Linked DNA regions of Rattus norvegicus: regions 2 and 3 are each linked to region 1. A link is a contact called in public Hi-C data. All regions are on one chromosome and are shown on one strand. The core of a region is the stretch at or near the end of the contact, and the rest is flanking DNA. Distances in the headings are between cores, read along the strand shown.

Region 1 (4,254 bases), core at 557-3,056:
TGCATTCTATCAGATATGAAAGAAAACAAAGACCGAGGCACATTTGGAACCCTTAAATGAAATAAATGGCTTTATCACTCTACCTTTCTTACAGTAACTCTGGTCATTTTTGTTTGGTTTCAGGCTCTGGGACAAGGCCAGGAATAAGGCTCTGAGGTACATATTTTACATACCAAAGAGAACTGGCCTCCGGGTTCTCCCAACATCCCTCAATCCCTACCTGGCATACTCTGTCCCCAATCCTGAACTTTCCAGCCCAGTGGCTGGGCTGCCTTCCCCAGAGGCTCTTCCCTACATAATCTCAATCTCTCTCTCTCTCTCTCTCTCTCTCTCTCTCTCTCTCTCTCTCTCTCTCTCTCTCTCTCTTCAGGATGTGAAGCCACCAACATCTTCATGCAGAGCATTCTTTACAGAGAAGAAGCGAGGAAGCAGAGTCTGCAAGAGGGTCCTCTGTCATGGCCTGCACTCTCTCTCTAGTGAGGACCTTGGAAATTGGAATTCCCTGTCTTCCTCAAGGCAGCTATTGAGCCCAGGAAGATCTCTTTTTCCCTGCCCTTTATGGAGCCTCACATGACAGGAAGGAAGGAGAGCAATACAGGAACTCTGACGAGTGAGTGAGTGAGCACATGGTTTTGTTAAGTTTCCTAGTTTACTGCCTCTTGGAGCACACTAAATGTCTGTAAACTACACAGATTTCCCATTTCCCATGGACACCTATGTCACAAAGTTCTCGATTGTCATTTCTTCATTGCTACTGTGGCCTCAGTCCTGTTCTTTGTGACGGGTTAGGAGAAGATAACATCTCTTCATCCTGTAGCATCCTTGGGTATTATACTCCAGGGTTACAGCCAGCATTCTCAGAATACTCAGACTTAAGGCATATCAGCGCAGTTATTATATATCGCTCTGGACATTTAAATTAACAGTTGATGCTTTCCAGTAACTTTTTATAAAGTACTGGGTCGCCAGATAATAACAAGAATATGTACACATTTATTTTTAAAGAACCTTCTGTCGAGTTGCATACAAGGCAGGCTGTGATATGATGGTCAGAAAAGACAGGAATGGGGCAGGCTGTATAGTTGATTCCTCCGACAAAGTGTGGGCAATGAGCATATTTTATATTTAGATTTGGTTTATTGAGGGGACCCTAAACTTTTTTTTTTTAAGTGCACATGAATCGTCTGGAGAAATCAGCGTCTAAAGTGATTAATTAGACCTTATTTTGTCCTGAACAGATTTACTAAGCATTTTTCAAATAGCCACAATGTTTGTAATTACCAGAATCACACCTCCATTGGCCAGCCTTGGTTACTTCATGCATGAACAACAATCTGATTGAGCACTCTTGTTAGGGTTTCATTCTGCGTTGTAATTAGCCATAATCATAGCCTTCCTGGGTGCATGAGAATGTGCAAGCAAGTATTCACGGACTCGGCCCATTTGAATATGAATCTTCTCAGTGAGGAGCAATAAAGCAGGAGAAACAAAACAGTTTCTCTAGGGAATCCAGTGAAGCATCTCTCCTCTGATTCTGCCCCCTTCAAAATGTTCTCCCTCCAGTCTCTGGATTCTATTTGCTAAAACAAGGGTGGCTTAATGAAGACAATGGCCTATTATCCCTTAAGTGACACAGGAGGGCCTAAGTATTACAGGCTTAGTTCTTTCAGTCTTTGCCAAGGACACAAGGAACAAAAGAACAAGCAATTGTGTGTGGGGAAGAGAATTCGGTCCAGGCTCCACTAGGGGACCACTCCAAATGAGATGGGGCCATGCTATTCTTACGCTCTGAGGAGGCTGGTGCATGCTGGCTTTCTTCTCTTTCTTCCCCTCTTCACCCCCTGCAAATGACTCAGGCATTACAGAAAAAGGCTCCAAGCAGCAGGGATTGAAAACAAAGGCTTAGTGGAGGAGGGGTGACATTTCTGATCCCATCCCAAGCACATTCAGAGTGAGCCACCTACTGGCAACTCCTCTCTTCCTTTTTTTTTTTTTCACGCTCTAATCCCCTCAACTCTTAAGGAAAGACCTGGGTAAACAGAGTAGGATCAGGCCACAAGTGTTTTTAGCCAAGAATGGAGGAATAAAATTCACAGGGAAAGCTTTCACAGCAGTATGGAGTCTTTGAGAGAAAACACAGTTTGGACCAGTTGAAGTATGACAAAATGTCAAACATGAAGGGTTGTTTAAAAGGCTGTGTGCACTGCACAGAAAATGAAAGATGACTCAAGTCTACTGAAAGATATCGACTGATAGATTCATGAAGATAAGTCAACTAATTGTTTAAACAGTTAAAACACACAAAATGGTTTTGTCCTTGAATAACTTTCAGTTCTTCAATGTATTCGTTTTTTGTAGTGTTTTGTTTACTTGTTTGTTTTTTGTTTCTGAGACATTCTATGCCACTAATAAAATATCTGAATTCTTTGTTGGCATTGTACCATGGGAAGGCTCAAGGGCTGTGATGTGACCCTAATCATTTTCTGACCACCTTACAGGTTTAGGATCTGCATCATCTTGACAAAGTGAGTCCTCGTAAGGCAACATGAAGCAATCAGCTACTGGAATTTCAACTTGTGGTCTCATGTGCATGCTCTATGCATGTATAACCATAGTTTAAGGGCTGAGTAAGCCTGTGACCATTCTTGGTATAGTATGGCAAACATTTTGGGGTTATTAGAAGTAGCCAAAGGCACTTCATAGAAGAGATCTGAGGCGGAAGTTGGACATCATGAGGAAAGGGGCCATGACAGGCACTATAACTGACGCTGAATCATGTCTTCTACCAGGGGAACACTATGAACCTGGTAAGTCCTCAGAGCCAGGGCCACACTCTCCTAAGAAGGGAGTCAGTGTGCTGAGGTGCTGGGGTCATCTTACCAACTGGGCAGCTGTGAGCATTTTCACAGATCTCTCATCATAAGCTGCATTCTCACTAACATGAGGACTTCTTCAGAACATGTCCTGATGGTCTCTCTAGTGGGGTTCTTAGCGTTTTTGTAGGCTGTTTTCTTGTTTAAGGCCACTTCATCGTTTTCATAGAATATTATGACAAACCTACTATACTTAAATTACTCTGAAAAGCACAAGAAGAATCTCCATGACTATTGACATTAAACTGAAGTCTGGCAGAGGCCACCATTCCTTATAATGTCTTCTTTGAAACAACATATTTTTATGTCATGTGCATTGGTGTTTTGCCTGTATGTACGTCTGTATGTGTGCATGCATGCATGTATGTCTGATATAAGGGTGTCAAATCCCCAGGAATTGGAGTTATAGATAGTTGTGAGGTACCATGTGGGTGCAGGAAATAGAGCCTGGGTCCTGTGGAAGAACAGCCAGGGCTCTTTACCCCTGAGTCATCTCTGCAGCCACTATTCCTAATAATTTCAAAACTGGAAATTACAATACAGCTATCACTGGCCATCTGCTCTGTGACTAGTAGACCTTGGATCTCCCAAGCCTTATGCCAGCCACAGTAGACGTGGCCACTATGATGCTATTATCCCCAAGGACATGGACAGTGGGAACCACAAAGATACTGCAGAAAATTAAAGCAGTGAAAGATTCAACAACTCTCGGGGACACAGAGCTAATTGACAGCATGTTTGTAATTAAATGGATGGATTGTGGTCAACTCTCAGAAGCCCATGTGAGGAGTCATTAGCTCCTGGGAATGGGTCTGCTCTGCTGGCTGTCCAGACATGAGGACTGAAATTATTTTTTGAGACTATGTAGGTGGAAGAGTCTGTTACTAACATAATCGATTATCAGTCACTCCTGGAGTTTTCATAAAGAAGAAGAAATGAGCTTTTACATCATTCACTTATGTACATACTAAATGCTCGTCATGTGAGCGGTACTATGCATAGTTAAGAAAGCAAAGAAAGGGGAACAAAACAAAAACTGAGTTGTTCAGAGTTCGGAAATGACATGGTCCCTTACTTCAAAGAATCAGCAAAACCCATGCAACGCAGATGCAAAAACAAATACAGTTCAAGGCATAAACTGTGCGGACAATCTTGCCAAAATTGCAATAAACACAGAGAGGGTCTTGAGTCTTAATTTATTTACTCTTCCCTGATCCTGGCCCAGAACGATACATGAGTATCATTTGCTGAAAGCAGTAAAGACAGAGGTTGAAAGCAATCATCTAAAATGAATATCCACCATAAATGTTGAGCAGAACATTTATGGATATTAGCTGATAAACAGTAATGTTTGCGGTGCTGTTTGTTGTCTGGGTCAGTT
Region 2 (4,564 bases), core at 98-2,597, 94 kb after region 1:
GTGTGCCTTTAAACATTTTTCCCCTGCTGGTGTTAAGAATATATTAGTTTTATTACCACAAGTCATAAAAAATGAAATAGGGCTTGTATTATTAGGGACCCTTGAAATAGAGCTCACATTATTTAAAATGTATTTAAAAGGCCTATCAGGAACCAGTCTTCACGTAAGTAATTTTTGCATACTTTAACAGGTTAATATCTTATTTTGTCAGAACGTTGCTGAGTAAATTCTAAGACATTCTAAAATGTCCGAGATGAAATAAATTACTTTAGATTTCTGATGAGTTTATGTGTCCCATACTGGCTCGTGTTAAGTTTTGCAAGCCTATGACCTCTAAGAACCTTCACTCCAGAAGGTCCTTTACTAAACGAGTGAAACTAATTTACTTTGCAATAAGGATAAGGATTTTCCTCCGAGTGAAATAGCTTAAGTGTCAGTTGGGGGAGTGGAGAAAGCAACTTTCTCCAGAAGGTGCTTGTAGGCTAGTCCAGTACAACACCAAAGGCTCTCTAACCACCTAGCAAACATCTATGCACACTGTTGGGCTCGGTCGGCTACTGACCAAGTCATTGCCAATTCTGGCAAGTAGTACCCAGGACCTGGACTTGGAATCCATCCTAGGGCTTCTTGCCATACTCTACCACCTCATGTCCCCTGCTTCGGAGCAAGTGCGGTCAATCGAGGAAGATCACTTACGACTGAGTTTTTCATCATGGCTTTGACTGTGAAGCCCTCAGAAACCAGGGAATGAGGCTGGTGCACCTGGATCGTCTGTTGTGGCAGCAGTTTGGTCCTCTTCGGCATCTTGTCTGGGCATTTGTTTAAGGTCAGGGTCTCTTTTTCTGCCACCATCTTCCTAGAAAACGTTTTGTTCTTATCAAAGGTGTGGTAGAAAAACCAGTGGCTTTTACAGATGTGAGCAGGGGATCGGGAAAAAAATGTAAAAAGGCGCGCTAGTGATAGAAATTCAACCCCTCGTGGTGCCCAGGGTGATCCAGATGTTTGGAAGCACCAAGGTGGAGGGAGTTTAGGGGAGGGGAGGGGCGGGAAGAGGGCTGGGATCCGAGGCTAGAGCCGCTAAAAGCTTCCAAAGGTGAGCCTCCTGGTTGCTAAGCGACTGATCAACACTACGAGCCGCTAGTCCCGCCCCTCCGTGACGAGCGTTTCCGGAAAAGGTTACCCGCGGGGGACAGCGGCACCCGTCTGAGGCTAATCTTACTCGTTAAAACTACGACTCCCAGAAGGCTTAGCGCTAGGGGCGGGTGCGCGTGCGCACTAGGCCCGCCTAGTGCGCGAGGGGAGGGGGGAGGAGGCCTGGATGACTAAACCTGACAGAAACGCTGGTGGGAGGCTCAGGCGGGTGCCAGTGCCCGCGTAGGTCCTGCTCGCCCCGCAGCCACCACCCTCCCGGTGACCATGATAGGTACGTGAGTGCCTGCCAGGTACAATCTCTCCGCGCCGCCCCGCGTCCATGTGTGGCGCCACGTCACACCCCACGGGTCCGAGTGGGATCTTCGGGGGCCGATCCCAGCCACCTGTCAGTGACAGGGCGGAGGGGTGTGCGCCGCGCTCCGCCCGCTCTGTGGGCTTCCTCGGCCCGGGGGTGCCCGCCAATAGCCGGATCGGGTGTGTGCTAGAGCATAAGTGTGAGTTTCCAGTCCCCACCCCGCCTTAGCCAAGGTTAGCCCGGTGCTCGCTGAAGAGGGCATCTTTCACGGACACCCTCGTGCTCCACTGCGCCCCCCGACGGCGGGGCTCGCCGTGCGGCACCGCGGGGGTGACCAGCCCAGGTTTGTTTCTGTCAAGCTGTCCTTCACTTCAGGGCGAGTTCACACACCTCTAGGACTTTAAGAAAATCTCAGGGAAGCATCTGCCTGGTGGAGATCGCAACTTAATCCGTCAGTTCTGTCTTTTTAAATGTGTCCTCGGGGATATGAGACGAAAGGATAGAAGAGTAGATAACAGCAACCATAACATCCCCCCCCCCCCCCCATAGATTGTAACTGGATGCAGTTTGACTAGTGCAGCTTTGGAAGCGGCCACTAGGATTGTTCTAAGCAGTGTGAAGTAGGAAGGTTGGAAAGATCCTCTCTGGCAGAGATGTTAAATTCGGAGTCACGTTTTGGGTTCTCCTCCGGGCTAAGTAGAAATAAATGCATAGTGGCGCGTAGCGCGCATTCCCGTTTGGAGGGTTCGTTACTGTAGACTCGTCCCCAGGTGTCGTCCTGAAGATTAGTGAACTTGTTTGTGATATATGCCTGGCAGGTAGTGCACCAAGCATATTAGAAGTCGGTCTATCCTAGATGTGTCCAAGGTGAACGAGAGGTGCATTGATGAAGTAAATGCATTACGCTGTGGAGGTAGCCAAGTCTGTGTTAATTCACCTATGTAATGTTAAAGTGTGCAGCCCTCCTCTCCTCGTCTTTGAGAATCACGCTAGGCAGCTAAGTTCCTCATGGAAGCAGAGGTGCCAGCTAATGATGTCCAGGTACTTCTCACTTTGGTACTAGGCTAGTGTGTGTTTTGGATGAATGAATCGGAAACTTGTAAAATGAAGAGAAAAGTATACCTTTTTATGAATGACACTGAGCCTTTTAAATGAAATTGATTTAAGAGTCATTTGTGAACCCAAATTTGAACTGAAACAGTGAGAACCAAGTGGGACAGATTAGAAAAGAAAAATTACAAATTTACAAGAAAGCAACATCTCATATTTTGAAGGCAACTATACACGTTTAGTTTCCTTCAACTTAATCGAGTTCATGGGTGACTTTGATAAGCAATTATCCCCTAAATACAAAGATAGGAAATGAAGACCTAGAAATAATCATTTTATAAAATCTCATAAATTATTATATTAATAAGTTTAGGGTGGAACACATTCAGGCAGCTTATTTAGATTTACATGGAACTCTCTTAATAAGAACTATGCCATTTGGACGTTACAATTAAATCAATTAGTGATAAAAAAAAGAGAAGGGAAATAAAAGGCAAATTTAAAAACTGTTCTTTCTTGGCTATTCTTTGTACAGGGTGAATAAGTGTGCATTTCAACACAAATGATTAAATCCTTGTCCACTGCCTCAAGAAAAGGAACTTCCATTAAAAAAGAAAAACTACATAAATAATGTTATATAATTTTTTTGTTTAGCTAGTTGTATTGCCTATTAATATTGGTGGCTGTATTTTAATAAAGTTATGAGTTGCCAGGTTGGAGGCTTGGGTGTGGTGACAGTGCCTGAAGCAGGAAAGAGGGAAAACGATTACAAGGATGCTCTGGAGGAGTAGTTTTGCATTCTTCTGACTAATTTTTTGACCAGGAAACAGGGCAGATGGTAATTACCCAGAGATCTGCTGCAGAGCAAAGGACACATAAATAGCTCCAAGAACTGAACAGTTTCTTCGACTTCACAGCATTACTGAGGGCTGGGGCCTTCTAGACTTCTACTCTCTCCCTCTGCAGTATCTTCCTAGTGAAGGAAATACTGTGCTCTACCACTGAAGTGCTCGATCTGAGAAAAATCCTATGGATTGACTTCCTGGCCAAATAGGAGGAAAGAAAACTAATACTTTATTACCCATAAAATAATTTTCCTTTTATTGTTCCCAAGTAGAGGGTTCCCTTCTTGTCATGGAGATGGCTTCAAAAGTACTTACATCTCCCACTTGGATTATGATTGACATGCCTTGACCCAGAGAGACTTGAACCATAATTTTATTGAAGTTAATGAAAAAAGTCAGCCTTTATGAGGCATGGAGAAGGGTTTCATAATAATGAAATGTAGAATAGAGAAGCTTCAGAAAATTTAACTGAGAAAAATGTAATTTTGAGCACCTCTTTTAAAACTTTTTTTAAATTAAAAAAAGTGAGCACTTCTTTGTGTTTAAAATTGATTTTTCGTAGTGACAATTGTGAATTGTTCTAAATGTTCTATATATTTAGGCATTTGATAATATCAGCTATTAAAGTACATGAGTACCCATACAATTGGAAAAGAAAGTTCTTAAATTAAAATCCAGTGTTGTAGAAGATTTTTAAAGTAGGAATGTAGTTTAGTGACAAATTCTAGGGTGCAGAAGACCATGGGTTCCATTCAAAAGTGTTTCTTAATTGATTAAAATACTACTTTCTATATCTTGTTTAAAATCATTTAGAGAACTTAACTGTTTGCATATAAAGATCACATTAATTCTCACCTATTCTTCAATTTTATCAGATTTCTTAGTTAGGAAAGTAATTTTCCTTTTAAATAAAGTTTTAGTAGCCCTAGGGCCTTTCAGTGTGCATGCTACACAGGTGTCTTTGGGGTCTCTCTGACAGTGTTAGCATGCATTTATCATCACTTGGCAGCAAGTGCTTTCTTTTTAAATTGTCTTTTCCATAGATAAAGGGTAGAACATTTTGAGAAGGAGTTTTAGGAAAAGCCATTCATTTTATAATGATTGAGTTTTACAAAAGCAAATTCCAGGACTGAGCACTGGCTGGTGCTGTCACTAGGGGCCAAGGATACAAGGATAGAATAAGCAGAAAAAAATGCTTAGTCATTGTAAATATTTGGTCTCT
Region 3 (4,560 bases), core at 1,084-3,583, 130 kb before region 1:
TAATGGCAATGACATTCATAGGGCCCAGATACAAGACAAACGAAAGGACATTAGCACTTACATAATGTGGGGGGCAAGAAGCAGCCATGCGGAGGGGGCAGCTCCCGTGGTCACATGTGCCCACTGTTAAATTTCTACCAATCACTAACGAAAGATGGAGCCCTACTACTCACCAGACTTTTGGGCATAAGGAGTAAGCTTGGGGGCTGGCAGCTCAAAATAAGAGGGTGAGATGAAAAGGGAGGCTTCTAAAATGCTTTTAAAAAGTAATGAGGCTAGAGAGATGGCTCAGTGGATAAAGTGCTAGCAACATATGTATGAAGACCTGAGTTCAGATGCCAAGAACCCATGTAAAAACATACAGTACATTGCAGCTATAATCCCATCACCCGTACAGGGATCTGGGGGATGGAAACAGGAGAATCCCTGAAGGCTCGCAAGCCAGCTCACTCCGCTGGCATAGGCAGGGGTGAACGACAAGGCACCCCACCTCAAACAAGGTGAAAGGCCAGTGGTGGCACTTGCGGTGGTTCTCTGAGCTCTGCACATGTCCCACGTCCCCTGGCACAGGTATTCACTCACCTGAATACCCACATGCACACATACCAAATACACCTATGTATTACACACAGGTGCAAGTTAAAATACAAGAGAAGCAAGTGACATTTGCTGAGAAGAAATAATAGTATCCTTCACTTAAAATTGCAGAAGCCAGATTCCACCGCACAGTGGCCACAGGTGTGGGGAGGACAGGGATCTGGATCACGTGACTGTAGCAGTAACTGAGGCATAGGGGAAACGACACACTGGGAGGGGGGCGGGCAAAGAGTCCCTCAGCTGGGACAGACTTTCCCAACTACTGGGAGCTGCACGGCAGCAGGACGATGGTAGGAAAAGCCACTTCTGAAGAAATAATGGCCGAGAAGCTTTCGTAGTTAAAGAAAAGTTCATGTGTTCAGATGAAGGATGCGGATGAAGAAAAACCCTAAAAATTTCAGAGATTTGAAAGCAACTAGAGACAACTGGCAGGCTATATACAAAAGATCAAAATTAAACTCAAGTCACTCATCTCATTAACAGAAGCAAAGCCAAGAACTGGTAAAATCCTTGGACATTCTGGGAGAACAAAAGCCCTTCTTCCATAGTACCACCACATGGTAGATTTACTACAAACTAAGGAGGAATTCAGTCCCTTAACCAGCACTGAGGGGCCATCTCTAACCTGTGGCCCATCAAAAGATGTTTTTAAAGGTTGACCAAATAGAGGACAATGATGATGTACTAAATATACTTTTGAGAAGTTGGCAAGAGAGAATAACCACGAGCTATACAGCTTTCAGAAATCATGTATAAAGTGGAGCCCTGATGTGGGGCAGCAACAGTGGGAACTTGAGGGAAACCAAGTCACAGCCAGTCTTGGAAGCAAGGACCTTTGCAGCCAGTAATCATATTAAACTGCAAAGATCTCCTGAAAAATAGAAACAAAGTCGGCTTCCACGAGAACAGGGAAGAGAAAAGGGAAGGAATCAAGTTCTAGAAACCCAACAGGAGGCTCGTTAAACAGTCCTACCCAGGGACAGACCGGCGATGAGGACATGTAAGAGGAAGCTAAATATATAAGCAATGTAAGCCTAATGGGTCAAGCCTGCTCTCAGAAAACAGGCTATCACCAGAGGAAACTATATCCTTGCTCTACCTTAGTTTATCACAGACACACTCAAGATGAAGGGTGGGAGATAAGAGGCAGGATAAAATCCTAGTGCAGATTACGTTATCACTGTGTACACACACACACACACACACACACACACACACACACACACACACAGATACACACACATATACACACACATACATATACATATATATGACAGTCTATATTTTTGACAATGTATATATGCTGTCAAAAATGGCACACATACACACACACCATATACACACTCACACAAACACACATACACATATGCACAAATACACCATTTTGCCAGATTTTGTCAGGGAAGGCATCACAGAGAGGGTATTAAATTATAGCCCCATAAGCAACAAACCGGTACCTGTGTTTCTATTGTTTATCCAGAAAGAATGCTACCAGAGGTTGATTCTTAACAATATTAGAGGTAGAATGGCATTTCAGTGTGGCTTTAACTTCCATTTCTCTTTCTGTGCACAAAACCAGCTTTCAAAGGCAGTTTTGAAAGCCATTTGTACACTCTCTCCTGTGAATTATATTTTCCTATGCTATGCAATTTTTCACTATGAATCATGGCTTTTCTTGCTCGGGTCTTTTATTTGGGGCGGGGCACAGTCATTTGTATGTGGGAGGAACATCTCGTTTTTCTTTAGCTAATGCAGTCATTGTTGCGCCACTGAAAATGTCAGTTGTCTATGGGTTCTGACGTGTAAATTATTATTAGAAAGGTTTTTCTTCAACTTCATGCCGTAGAGTATACAGTCAATTAGAAAACATGCATGTTTTCTTTCCATTTGAATCATTAATGTATTTGTGGCATTTCTCTGTAGTACAAGGTTTGTTTTTCAGCTAGTACCCAGCTGTCTAACCCACTTAGAGAAGTTCTACCTTTACAGAAAAGTTCTTACTGGTTTTCTTCTCACTCTTAAGCCTGCCTACTATTCATGTGTTTACAACGGTTTTATTTAATTATGACACCTGCACAACAGCTGTTAATATCTTGTTGGCTAGCTATATTCACACACTTATTGTGATCACAGTTTTCTTCTTAACCTTTAAAAAATATAAAACTTCAAAATACATTTGAGATGTAAGTTCCACTTTGTGGACCCACATAGAACTTTAATTTGACAACAACATCAAATGCATTCTTTGAAAACATGTTCCAAATATTTTTGAAAGCTAAATATGTAATAAGCCATAAAAGGAGCCTTAAATATCTACCCTGGTTGTCATATTTATTTTAAAGAAAATTAAACAAAAATACCACTAAGGCAAAAGCCAAACTTCTAATCCTTACAGATTTAGAAATTTAGAAATTCATTTGAATTACTCATAAATCAACAAGAAAATCACTACAGAAAAAGTTTAGGCAACGAATCACAATAAAATTATGTAACCTCCAAAGAAAAGAATAATGTCCCTTGCAGAGATGTTTTGTAAGAAAAGGAGAATAAAGACAGCAACAGAATGCACTGTCTGAGCCCAAGCTCAAGGCTCCAGCCACTTGAGGACAACTGAACCTCATGCAATCAAGATTCCAAGAGTACGTTCAAAGCCAGGGCCTGCCGGGCGAAGTGCTCAGACATTTCAGCATTACATTTTTAGACTAAGTCTGAGGGACAATATACCAGCGGGCATGACACTCTATGATGAAGCTTTGGAGACAGCTGCCATTACTTTACTCAGGGTTGTTGGGGGAGGTTCCTCTAACATAAGAGCCAAGGGAAAAAAAACGATCCTGGAAGTATGCAAGAGAGGATGGAAATCTCCAGAATGAGGCTGAGTGGCTGTCTAGGAAGCATATTCGTGGACTTTTTTCTACCCATAAAGGAACTCAGAGTTTTGGCTGACTGAGGATCGATGGACCAAAGAGAACAGAATTCATTCCCATAGGTGGATATTCCCATGTTGAGAAAATGCTTTCTCAGAAGTTCACAATCAAATAAAATGGGTCCACTAAGAAATAAAAGTGACACTCGATATATAAGGCTTTACGGAGAAAATTAACTAATTATTGGTAAGTATAGTTGCAAGGCAGAAAATAATTTTAGGGGATCAATGGATGCATTGGTCAGGCTCATAGGAGAAAGCTTACAAAAAAAACTATATTCGGTGGCAATTCCTCATTGTCTGAATGGCCGCTACTTTATATAAATATGATGACTCTGTCTAGGTAGAGGATATTAATTATGGAGCCACAAATCTGGACGTGGATAGAAAATCAAATTACTTTGTACAATAACCTTATTTTAAGTTTCTGTCAAAAATGCTACCAAGACAGTTAAAGGTCAGTTGTAAGCAGATCTCGAATTTATTCACACTTAACCTTTATTATCGAGAAATTTTATGTCCGTAACTGTAGCAGTCAATTAATGATACTTTCATGTGTAATAAATAAGAAAGAGCCCCATGTTCTGTTTCTTTGCACAGCCCCTCTCTCCATCACTTGCCAGACAGTTGAGGTAAGAAAAAATTTTAAAACTTAAAAGTAACATTTTCCTTAGCCAAAGAGAAATACAAAGATGGAAACTATGTATAAAAATACAGTGTTAGAGCTTATCTTCCCTGTATCACAATCCTGAACAGTGCTGAGATAAACACACTTTGAAGAGGTGTGGGGAAGGAGGCTGCACCTGGGGGTAGCACATGTTCATAGAACAACGCAGGAAATGTGTGCTAGGCCTTGGAACATCGCAGCAGGATTTCAGGAACTGGAAGGAGGACGCTCTTTGTGGCTCCTGTCACTGGTATTAATTGTAGAACATGTCAGTGTTTAATAACAACTGTCCTTGAATGCAGTACGGTTGATCTCATACACCCAATCAAGGCGACGTCAAGAAGGACCAACCACGTGGGGTGGGCAGTGA

What was found. Hi-C and Micro-C count contacts between places; a contact is called where the count stands out from the background.
Region 2: a contact with region 1 is called in a Hi-C map of the A7r5 cell line, with 2.4 times the contacts expected there. The contact joins the promoter of Prkn here to the enhancer-like site in region 1. A contact is called at or near these places in 2 of 12 Hi-C or Micro-C datasets (the A7r5 cell line and Schwann cells).
Region 3: a contact with region 1 is called in a Hi-C map of Schwann cells, with 5 times the contacts expected there. The contact joins two enhancer-like sites. A contact is called at or near these places in 2 of 12 Hi-C or Micro-C datasets (the A7r5 cell line and Schwann cells).

The regions. Positions count from the first base shown.
Region 1 is chr1:52,522,188-52,526,441 of GRCr8, reverse strand. All of the region lies in intron 2 of Pacrg (parkin coregulated), which reads right to left. Among named protein-coding and RNA genes, the nearest start is that of Pacrg, 94 kb to the right of the region's middle. Within about 2 kb of position 1,806, at least 57 of the 93 cell types and tissues checked have an H3K27ac peak or open chromatin away from gene starts, as enhancers often do. A contact at or near this core is called in the A7r5 cell line and Schwann cells, where this site is marked.
Region 2 is chr1:52,426,949-52,431,512 of GRCr8, reverse strand. It overlaps Prkn (parkin RBR E3 ubiquitin protein ligase), which reads left to right and starts at 1,347. Exons shown (of 12, transcript NM_020093.1): 1 at 1,347-1,423. The coding sequence starts at 1,417. It overlaps Pacrg (parkin coregulated), which reads right to left and starts at 1,123. Exons shown (of 5, transcript NM_001389238.1): 1 at 697-1,123. The coding sequence starts at 852.
Region 3 is chr1:52,648,169-52,652,728 of GRCr8, reverse strand. The region is part of intron 2 of Pacrg (parkin coregulated); the gene reads right to left. Among named protein-coding and RNA genes, the nearest start is that of Pacrg, 220 kb to the right of the region's middle. Within about 2 kb of position 2,333, at least 1 of the 93 cell types and tissues checked has an H3K27ac peak or open chromatin away from gene starts, as enhancers often do. A contact at or near this core is called in Schwann cells, where this site is marked.